Linked DNA regions of Mus musculus: region 2 is linked to region 1. Evidence: chromatin contacts called from public ChIA-PET data. All regions are on one chromosome and are shown on one strand. Each heading gives the region's core, a stretch centred on a gene start, on an enhancer-like site or on the middle of the called end of the contact. The rest is flanking DNA. Distances are from core to core; before and after follow the strand shown. Region 1 overlaps Rora (RAR-related orphan receptor alpha). Region 2 overlaps Rora (RAR-related orphan receptor alpha).

Evidence for each region. ChIA-PET counts read pairs in DNA pulled down with a chosen protein or histone mark.
Region 2: a contact with region 1 is called in an RNA polymerase II ChIA-PET map of memory CD8 T cells, with 50 read pairs. The contact joins two enhancer-like sites. A contact is called at or near these places in 3 of 115 datasets of contacts at active chromatin or transcription factors (effector CD8 T cells, fibro-adipogenic progenitors and memory CD8 T cells).

Annotation. Positions count from the first base shown.
Region 1 is chr9:69,032,847-69,037,372 of GRCm38.p6, forward strand. The region is part of intron 1 of Rora (RAR-related orphan receptor alpha); the gene reads left to right. Among named protein-coding and RNA genes, the nearest start is that of Gm31262, 210 kb to the left of the region's middle. Within about 2 kb of position 1,550, at least 55 of the 459 cell types and tissues checked have an H3K27ac peak or open chromatin away from gene starts, as enhancers often do. A contact at or near this core is called in effector CD8 T cells and memory CD8 T cells, where this site is marked.
Region 2 is chr9:69,333,606-69,337,808 of GRCm38.p6, forward strand. The region is part of intron 2 of Rora (RAR-related orphan receptor alpha); the gene reads left to right. Among named protein-coding and RNA genes, the nearest start is that of Gm15511, 29 kb to the right of the region's middle. Within about 2 kb of position 2,691, at least 64 of the 459 cell types and tissues checked have an H3K27ac peak or open chromatin away from gene starts, as enhancers often do. A contact at or near this core is called in effector CD8 T cells and memory CD8 T cells, where this site is marked.

The DNA.
Region 1 (4,526 bases), core at 300-2,799:
CTCTCTCTCTCTCTCTCTCACACACACACACACACACACACACACACACACACACACACACACACTCACCAGTGTGAAGCTCTAGAATATAGGGACAGAGGAACATTCTGTGAATGCCTTGGGGCTTTGCAGTCACTCAAATTACCAGTGACTCTAATTAACTTCCCAGGATTCTGGAACAGTCTTTATCTGCATTGTAAAAAAGGAATGTATCCCTCAGGGAACATGTCAGGCTGAGACCTTCCTGGGTGAGTTTTCTAGAATAGTAGAGGCATGGTGATATGGCAGCTGGGAAATAGCAGATTAAACAGAAATCTCCAGTCTTTGGTGCTATACTCTTTTTAGGAGACCTAGAAAGTGCCAGATTCCACTTTTCAGTTGAATAGACCTTGTGTGTGTGTGTGTGTGTGTGTGTGTGTGTGTGTGTGTGTGTGCACGCGCGCACACGTGTGCAGTTACTAATATCATTGTAATATAGTGTGCCAAGCTCTGTCCCAAAACTGAATGGACTTTAGTTCTACCATGAATTAAACCAGTAATGAGTACTTTCATCTCTGATTCAGACATTATCTACTAGATTTGATAGCTACTGACCACTCAAGACTCCTTTGCTTAGGATGAAATACTTACACTCTCTGGACCTCAGGATTCTCTTTGATCCATTGTTCATCACAATAGCTCCATATAGTGAGGTCTGTATGGCTCGCGTGCTAAGGACTTCACATGAGGGAACTCCTATGTCTACAGCAAACTTAATGCAGATGGCCTGAAACTTAGGTTAAGGGACTTAACTAAAGTCAAAGAGCATTGACTAATTCCAGAGCAGAGAATTAAAGCACGTCTTTGCACCAGTGTAGTTTGGGCTCTATGCCACTAAGGCCCATCCTGGCTTTCATATTGTAGCACTCCAGGGCCTTGAAGACTCATATAAAGATAGCTTGAGGGGGGGAATGGCAAGGTAGGTTGGTGGGTAAAGTCACCTACTACCAAACCAGATGACTTTGTGTGGTCCCATGGGACCCATGGGGTGGAAGGAAAGAACCAGAGACTCCTACAAGTCAGAGTGTACAAGCTTCACATGCACACAGTCACACCGAGACACACTTCATAAAGAAGTATAAAAACAATGATGATAGACGCTCCCAAACCTGCTTAAGCAGAAAAGGTTGCTGGAGTAAAAAGGGGTAGAAAGGATGAGAGTCGCCACACTGCCGAAAACACGGAAGAAACATGAGCAAAGCTTCTGAAAGCAAAATGCCATCGTCAGTGGCTCAGAGCTCATCACCCAACTATGTCAAGGTACTAGGAAGCTAAGTGCAGCCTCTCTTTCCAGACTGCACTGAGCCATCACTGTCCCTTCTCTCGGGATGGCATCGCGATGGCCATTCAGCCAATGGCTTCACACAGCAGACAGAGCCACCCAGTAAGGGTCTTCAAAGCTGCTGCATGGGAAGTCACCTCACCTTTGCAACTTTTCTACTCTATGCAGGTGTCAGCCACAGCTAGAGGAGCTGTGACTTTCACTTTAGCCAAGATGCTCCGTGGATACACACGCACGCTGGCACCCACAGTGTGCTCACTCAGAGATAGGGTGTCTTGGTTTCCTCTGCTTACACAACTGAAGCTGCCTGGGGACACTTTTATTTAGATGGCTCATCGGCCACAAACTGTTTCGTTACGTGTTGCCTGGCTCCCTTCACTTCCTGCACATTCTCTTGAGCAGATAGTTCATCTCCTTATCTCAGAGAACTATTTCCCCAAGTGTAGCCCTGGAGTTAGGAGTGTTGATACCATCGAGGCTGGTAAGCATGAAACCACCCTTTTGGTAATTGTTGGAGTGGTGCTTTTTTTCATGTTTGCTTCATGAAGAGATGATGTGGTTAGATTTGAGTGGGGCCTTGCTGAGGGTGTCATCTGTGCCTGGGGTTACCCACATCGTCACGTGGTTCACTTCTTTGTGCAGCACGATGATCTTATCTTATGGGTTGCACCTCTGCATGACACTCCAAGCTCCTTCTAGCTTTTGTGTGTGCATGCCCATGCAAATGTGGGCACTGGGCCTGTGTGGGGGGCTTACTCAAAGCAGCTGCTCACCGGTGGGTGCTTTAGTCATTAATGTATAATGGGAACTGGTCAATTGGGGGCCTCTCCAGCTGTGCTTAGAAAGTCAGGTTTACCTGACTTTTTCTCTTGAAATTTGCCTGAATTAGATATAGTTTTTCTAAGTTTCGAACGTGGTAATTCCTTTGTTCTCTCTCTATTCTGGGAACTGACCACTCAGAGTGCAAAGGTGAATACAACAGAGCAAATATCCTTAGGAGACTCTCAATATAGTAACACACACACACACACACACACACACACACACACACACACACACACACACTGGGAGGAGTGGGAAAGAAAGGTGGGAAGGGAGGGAGGAGAGATGACAAATATCTAGAATCTAATTCAGGAAGGGCCAAGGAGATACCAGGATCTGTGGGAAGACAGACTAGGACCAGAAGAGACCCTGTGAGGAGCAAGAGGCATATCAAGCCCATCTTCAAAGTCAAGAACAAGCTCACCACTTCAAAAATAGAGAAAATGTTCCCAGAAAAGGCCAGAAGAAAAGAAGCATATGAAGGCGGAACTATTTGGCTTGTTTGTATGTCCCAAATAGAGCAGCAGGCCCAGCAGCAGGCTGCACAAAGCTCACTGGCTCCTCTGGCATGGAAATTTGTGTATTTTCCTGAGGTGTGTGCTTTAAAAATTAATCCAAAGCTTAATTTGTGAGTTCATCAGAAACTCCAGAACATCCGAAGGAGATTTGGGGGAACTTTGTTCAGCCTGGCCACTGTTCCATGGTTCTGACATGTCTTTCCCTTCACGCAGCATTCAAACCTGCGAATTCTCCACCCCACGGTGTTAATCATAAATGTATCCTTGACCTCTACCCGCTGGGGAAAAAGCAAAACAAAACAAAAATACACACGTGGACAGGGTGACAGGGCCCCTCTCAAATCCCTTGAGAGACTCACAGACTCTTGACAAGGACATCTGTGGTAGAACATGGGTGGGAATGGCTGAAGCTGCAAGGTTGTGAAGGGAAAATAATTCTCTGCTTGGAGACATAGGACTACGGTCCTGACCAACCAGTCATCTCATCCATGGGGACATAAGTCTTTCTATCCTCTCATTTCCTCACATAGGGTGAGGTCCTGATGTGATGGTTAGCATCTCTGCTACTTTATCTGCATCACCCTTGCCTCTTTCATGCATGTGCACCAGGGTGAATGAGAATAAAATAAACACCTCACCTTAACATAAGAATACTGCAATTTTTGTTAAATGTGCTTTGAACAAGGTTGAAAAAAATCCTGAGGCAGTCGAATGAGCACAGTCCTTTCCCTGTCTCCTTGCAACTTAGACACAAGGAGCAGGGAGAAGAAATCAGGACCGATCTCTGAGCTGAGTTGTTCTTGGGTTTGGACATTTGGTGATCTCAACCTAGGAATGGAATTTCACGTGGGGTGCAGATAGATGAAGGGGTACATAGAGCTGGAGCTGTCACAGGAAGTGGTCGTGGACCAATGTCTCAAATGAGCAGCCAACTCAGAGGCATCCTCCTCCCAGCAAGTGCAGGGCCCACTGTTCCTGCCAGTCCTTAGGAAGAGCCCCAGCTGTGTCTTCTTTGTTCACTCCATTTCTAGCTGGGGCAGAAGGAGGGGGGCTGGATTGTCTCCTGTCCTACTTTGCTTTCTGTTGCGGTGATGAATGTCCTGACAGAAAGCAGCTGAGGGGAGAAGGGAGGGGCTTCTTTGACTTGTAGTTCCAGGTACCAGTGCACTAGTATGAGGAAATCAAGACAGGAGCTTAGAGCATCCCAGCACATCATCTCAGTCAAGCACGGAGAAAGGAGTCTACCCATGCCTCGTGCCCACTGCTGTACTCTGCCTCTTTTCTTTATCTTACACAGCTCAGGACCTAGCCTAAGGTACTGCTGAGTTCAGGGAGGGATTGTCCACCGCACTTAGCAATCAACCTCAGCCTCCACAGGCATGCCCACAGGCTAACCTGACCTGGACAATCGTCAATGGAGGTTCCCTTCTACAGTGCTATAAGTTCCGTCAAGTTGGCAGTAAGGACAGAGCAACATGCTGTCTACTATGTTCTGAGGTTTCCTAGGGCATCATCTTTCACACTGGCCAACAAGGTGGGTTTTGGAGGGGAGGCTATTCATAGCCACCCAGGCTGGATAGAAAAAGCAAGGAAGACGGCTAGTGGGTAGTGCTTTTGATGATGTGAGATCTCAGCTTCCCACTGTCTACAACTGGCTGTGTACTTCCGTAGTCACTCCCTCTCTGCAGGCCTCACTGCCCTGCCTGTGAAGTACAATTAGCCTAAACTCCCAGGACTTCTATGAAAAGCAACACCCAACCCTCCCGACCCCCTGTCATCCTAACCTGGTGTGGAGCCAGCAGTCTGTAAATAGTAGCCTCCAAGGTATCTTCTTATGTTTAATGTCTAGGAAAGTAAGTTACAGT
Region 2 (4,203 bases), core at 1,441-3,940, 300 kb after region 1:
ACCCAGTTATTCAGGTTAGCCTAAGGCAAACTGCTCACCACCATCAAGAAGAAGAAAAAATGGTTTTCCCCATCTCAGCTGCTGCCTTTAGGTCCCTTTATAAGCTACTGGGATGGTCCATTGTAACAACCCCACATTTGAAGTCATTGCTGTGAGTCTCCCTCCCTCCACACCTTCAGAAGCATAGGGTGTTTGGCCCTGGGCCTTGGTTCGAGAGTCATTCTCAGAGAATATTTGTAACTGGGCTGGAGCTGGAGCCCCGTCGGCACAATGCCTGCCTGACATGCATGAAGAGCCAGGTGTAATCTCAGGCATGATGGCATATGTAACCACACTGTGCAGGAGGTGCAGTTAGACGTCAGGGACCAAGAGTTCAAAGGCATCCTCTGCTATAGAGCAAGTTTGAAGCCAGCCTAGGCTAACTGAGACCCTGAGGAGGTAGGGGAGGTGCACTGATAAATTAATTAGCAGTGTGCAAATTTGAAAAAGCCAATGAGAAGGAACGAGAAGAACAAAAGCTTTGCTCTGAAAGGACCGCTCTGTCCAAAGGCTTAGCAGTCCTTACTTTTGTAGGCCCCGGTGGTCTTCTTTTCGGGGTACAGTGATATGCTCTTGGGAAGTGTCTCCAACAGACACAGACGGGTGTTTCTGGTGAATTGCCTACTTTGCTACTAGCTGTGCTAAGTTCCAGAGCAAAACCGTCAGCTGGCTTTGTCAAACAGACATCTCTAAAAGCTGATCCCAGGAACGGAATGTTGGCTTGAATCCAAATGTTAGTATTTAGTTTGGAGGCTGGGGACGGTTTAAACTTTACCCTGTGACATCTTTTGAGTGGCATTTTTTTTTCTTTTCTAAAATGTTTCCTTTATTATTTGACAGTTACACATACACACAGAGTGATCATATTCACCCCATTGCTCTCTCTCATCCCATTCACACCCCTTCACATTTCATCTGTATACCCTTTTCTCCTCCAAGCAAGTGTCTCTCCGACTTTCACATCTGGGATGTTTTAAATGACTTTTCATTCAGCATAAGTAATTGCCACACTTCCTGTGATTGGTGAGACTGTTGGAGGCATGACTGAAATTTAAAGCTAACATACCAAAGGTTAGGTATCAGAAAAAACTCCCATCCCACTCAGAATTTGAACTTGGACAGTATACACTTATTCAAATGATTCCTTCTCTGGGCATTAACCCTTCTTGAACTCCGTTTCTTGGAATTGTTTGCGTTGATGGTATTGGATCTCTTTGAATAACAGCAAATAACCAGGGCACCGCACTGTGAGTAGTTGAATTGGTTTTCCTGGAAGTCGGGGCTGCCCATAGTCACCACACTGGGTGTTGGCCTCTCAGCATCTGAGGAAAGGCTCTGGTCTAGAGGTTCAGGCTATAGTGAAGCTACACTTGGACATTATTTCTAAGGACTGGCTGGCCTTGTTCTTTCTAAGGTATTTGTGGGTGAATACACTGCAGCTTGAGACCCTAAGATGCTCTGTAGATGGCAATGGTGGGGGTGGGCTTACACCACTAATGTGGCCCACAGTGGGTGCTGTCTCTACTGATTTAAAGCTTGGGGCAGAGACAAAAATCTGAGCAAGTTCTTGGTATAGCACTTTCATTTGCAATTGTTTACTTCCGAAAGACACACAAATTCATTTTTTTTTCTTTTTCCATCAACACTGCCTTAGCTTTGCATTTGCCCCGTGTCTCCTACCATAGCAGGAGGTGGTATTAAAGGACTAACTGATAGCAGTAAGTATTTTATAAACAAGGCAAGAGAAGGCTAGGGAGATAGTTCTGCCCTTAGAAGCCAGAGAACCTAAACTTGATTCCCAGAATTCACATTTTAAAAAGGCAGGCATGGTGACATTTTCCTTTTAATCCCAATGTAAAAGTGGCAGATAACAGGAGGATCCCTATGGTTCTCTGGCCAGCTAAGCCTAGCCTCTTTGTTAATTTCCAGGCCACAGAGAGACCCTGTCTCAAAACAAAACAAATAGACAAAAAAGTGTCCCTGAGGAATAACAGTCAAGGTTGTCCTCTGCCCTGCACATAGAAATGCACATATGCCAGGCATTGGTGGCGCACGCCTTTAATCCTAGCACTTGGGAGGCAGAGGCAGGCAGATTTCTGATTTCAAGGCCAGCCTGGTTTACAGAGTTAGTTCCAGAACAGCCAGGGCTACACAGAGAAACCCTGTCAAAATAAAAAAAAAAATTAAAAATTAAAAAAAAAGAAAGAAAAAGAAAAAAGAAAAAGAAATGCACATATATATAAAAGGAGAAAACAGGTAAGACAAGAGGGCCTGGTTATATAGAAACAATGTTCTAGTTCTTTGCAAGACTTGAAGTGAACATCTCCAAGTATTCCCTTTCTAAGCCAAAACACAATGAAATTGGTCACATTCTTTCTACATACACTCTCCCACTGCCCCTTTCCCTCATTGGTGATGCCTGTTAGTCTTTCACCACAGAAAGACATCCCTGTGGTTAGGGAGATAAGATGGCTCACTTTATAATCCAGCTGCTTGTCTAGTCCAAAGCTGTGGAGCTAAAGACCGAAGTAGAGTCCTGGGGGAAAGACGATCACTCTCTAGCCCAAGTGTCTGCTCCGTGGTTCTCGGGTCACAGGGACCTGTGAGTGCCTCCTACCCTGCAGATCAGTCTTTCCCCAACTTGACCACAGTGTGCTGGTGTGTGGGGCCTCTCCCCACTTCCTCTTCTCTCAGCTCTTCTCCAGGATGCCATCTCTGCTGTGGCCTCGCTCTAGAAAGAAGCGTTGGTTTCTTTTGATGCTTTTTGTGCCTGTTGATGGTTATTTCTTGGGTTAGATCCATGCCATCCCAATAAAGCTGCTACACGTAGAAAGAAATGACGGCCTAGAGCACTTGCTGTGTGCAGGACCCTTCGCCTCTATATACCATGATAATGACAGAGGAATTCTTTATACATGAGGGAACACATATGGACTTAATGAAGTGCTCAGGTTCGCAGAGCTAGGAAGGAGTGGGACAAAGACTCAACCTCAGGCTGTAGAGTTTATGAATTTAAAACTCGATACTTTACCTTCTTCTCTTCTAAAAATAATTTCCACGTTTATCACACATTTACACTCAGGGAAGCTGGAGTTTAATCTGGAGTGAAGTTAATATTATAAGGTGAACTGTTTTAGTGGGTTCTTGGTGCCCAGTTCATGTCCCTGGCAGCGCTGCCCAGCATGGGGTAATGAGACTTACAGCTAGATGCATTTATGTGTAGGGGTATGTGTGTGGCAGGGGTGCACCTGTGTTGTGTGTGTGGTAAATAGGCACAATATTGCATGTGGTATATGCAGTGTGCATTTGTGTGTTGGGAAGATATGTGTGTGTGTGTGTGTGTGTGTGCATGCGCACATGCACAGGTGCGTGCATATAGTGAAACAAGATGGCAGCAGCTTTTGGCTTTGAGAGAGTTGCTGTTCAGAGCTTTGGCTACGATAGTACGCTGCACCCCCGGCAGCTGTTAGCAATCAGATGTGTTTCCATCCTGTGTGGAAAGTGCTGCAATGGGCAGTAAAGCATATTCTAACTCTCAACATCCTGAAGCACCAAAGTATGTGGATGCCACACTTTCACTGCAAATTACAAGTCACTTCTGAGTGACTGTGTCACACGCACTCAAGATATCTTCAGTGACAAATACCCACATGGCTTAATATTCGATAGGCAGGCACATGTGCAGGATGGCCAGCGTGTCATCTGAAATGTTTGTCACAGGCAAGAGGAACACCTGATGTAGGGCAGTGTCCTGGGCCTTAACTTAATGTCTCCATCTGGCCATTGCGTTCCCGCCTCGCTCCTGTTCGGGACTTAAATAAAAACAGCTGAAGGCTGATGGAGGGGTTGGCTCAGTAGAATACTTGCCCTGGAGGACCTGAGGTCAGTCCATGCTCCCACCTAAGATTGCCAGGCGTAGTAGTAGCACTGCCGCTGTAACTCCAACACTGGGGAGGCAGAGTCAGGAGGATCCCTGAGGCTTGTGGGCCAGCTAATCTAACCAAACAGGTGAGCTCCAGCCAGGTTCAGGGAAAAAACACTGCCTCAGAGGAAGTGGGTGAGCCCGGGATGAGCTCTCTCCTGCCCTCCCTCCCCAGACGCACACACACAGACGTGTGCACAGGCACATACCATACACACAGAGCTCCAAGTCATACACTTCTT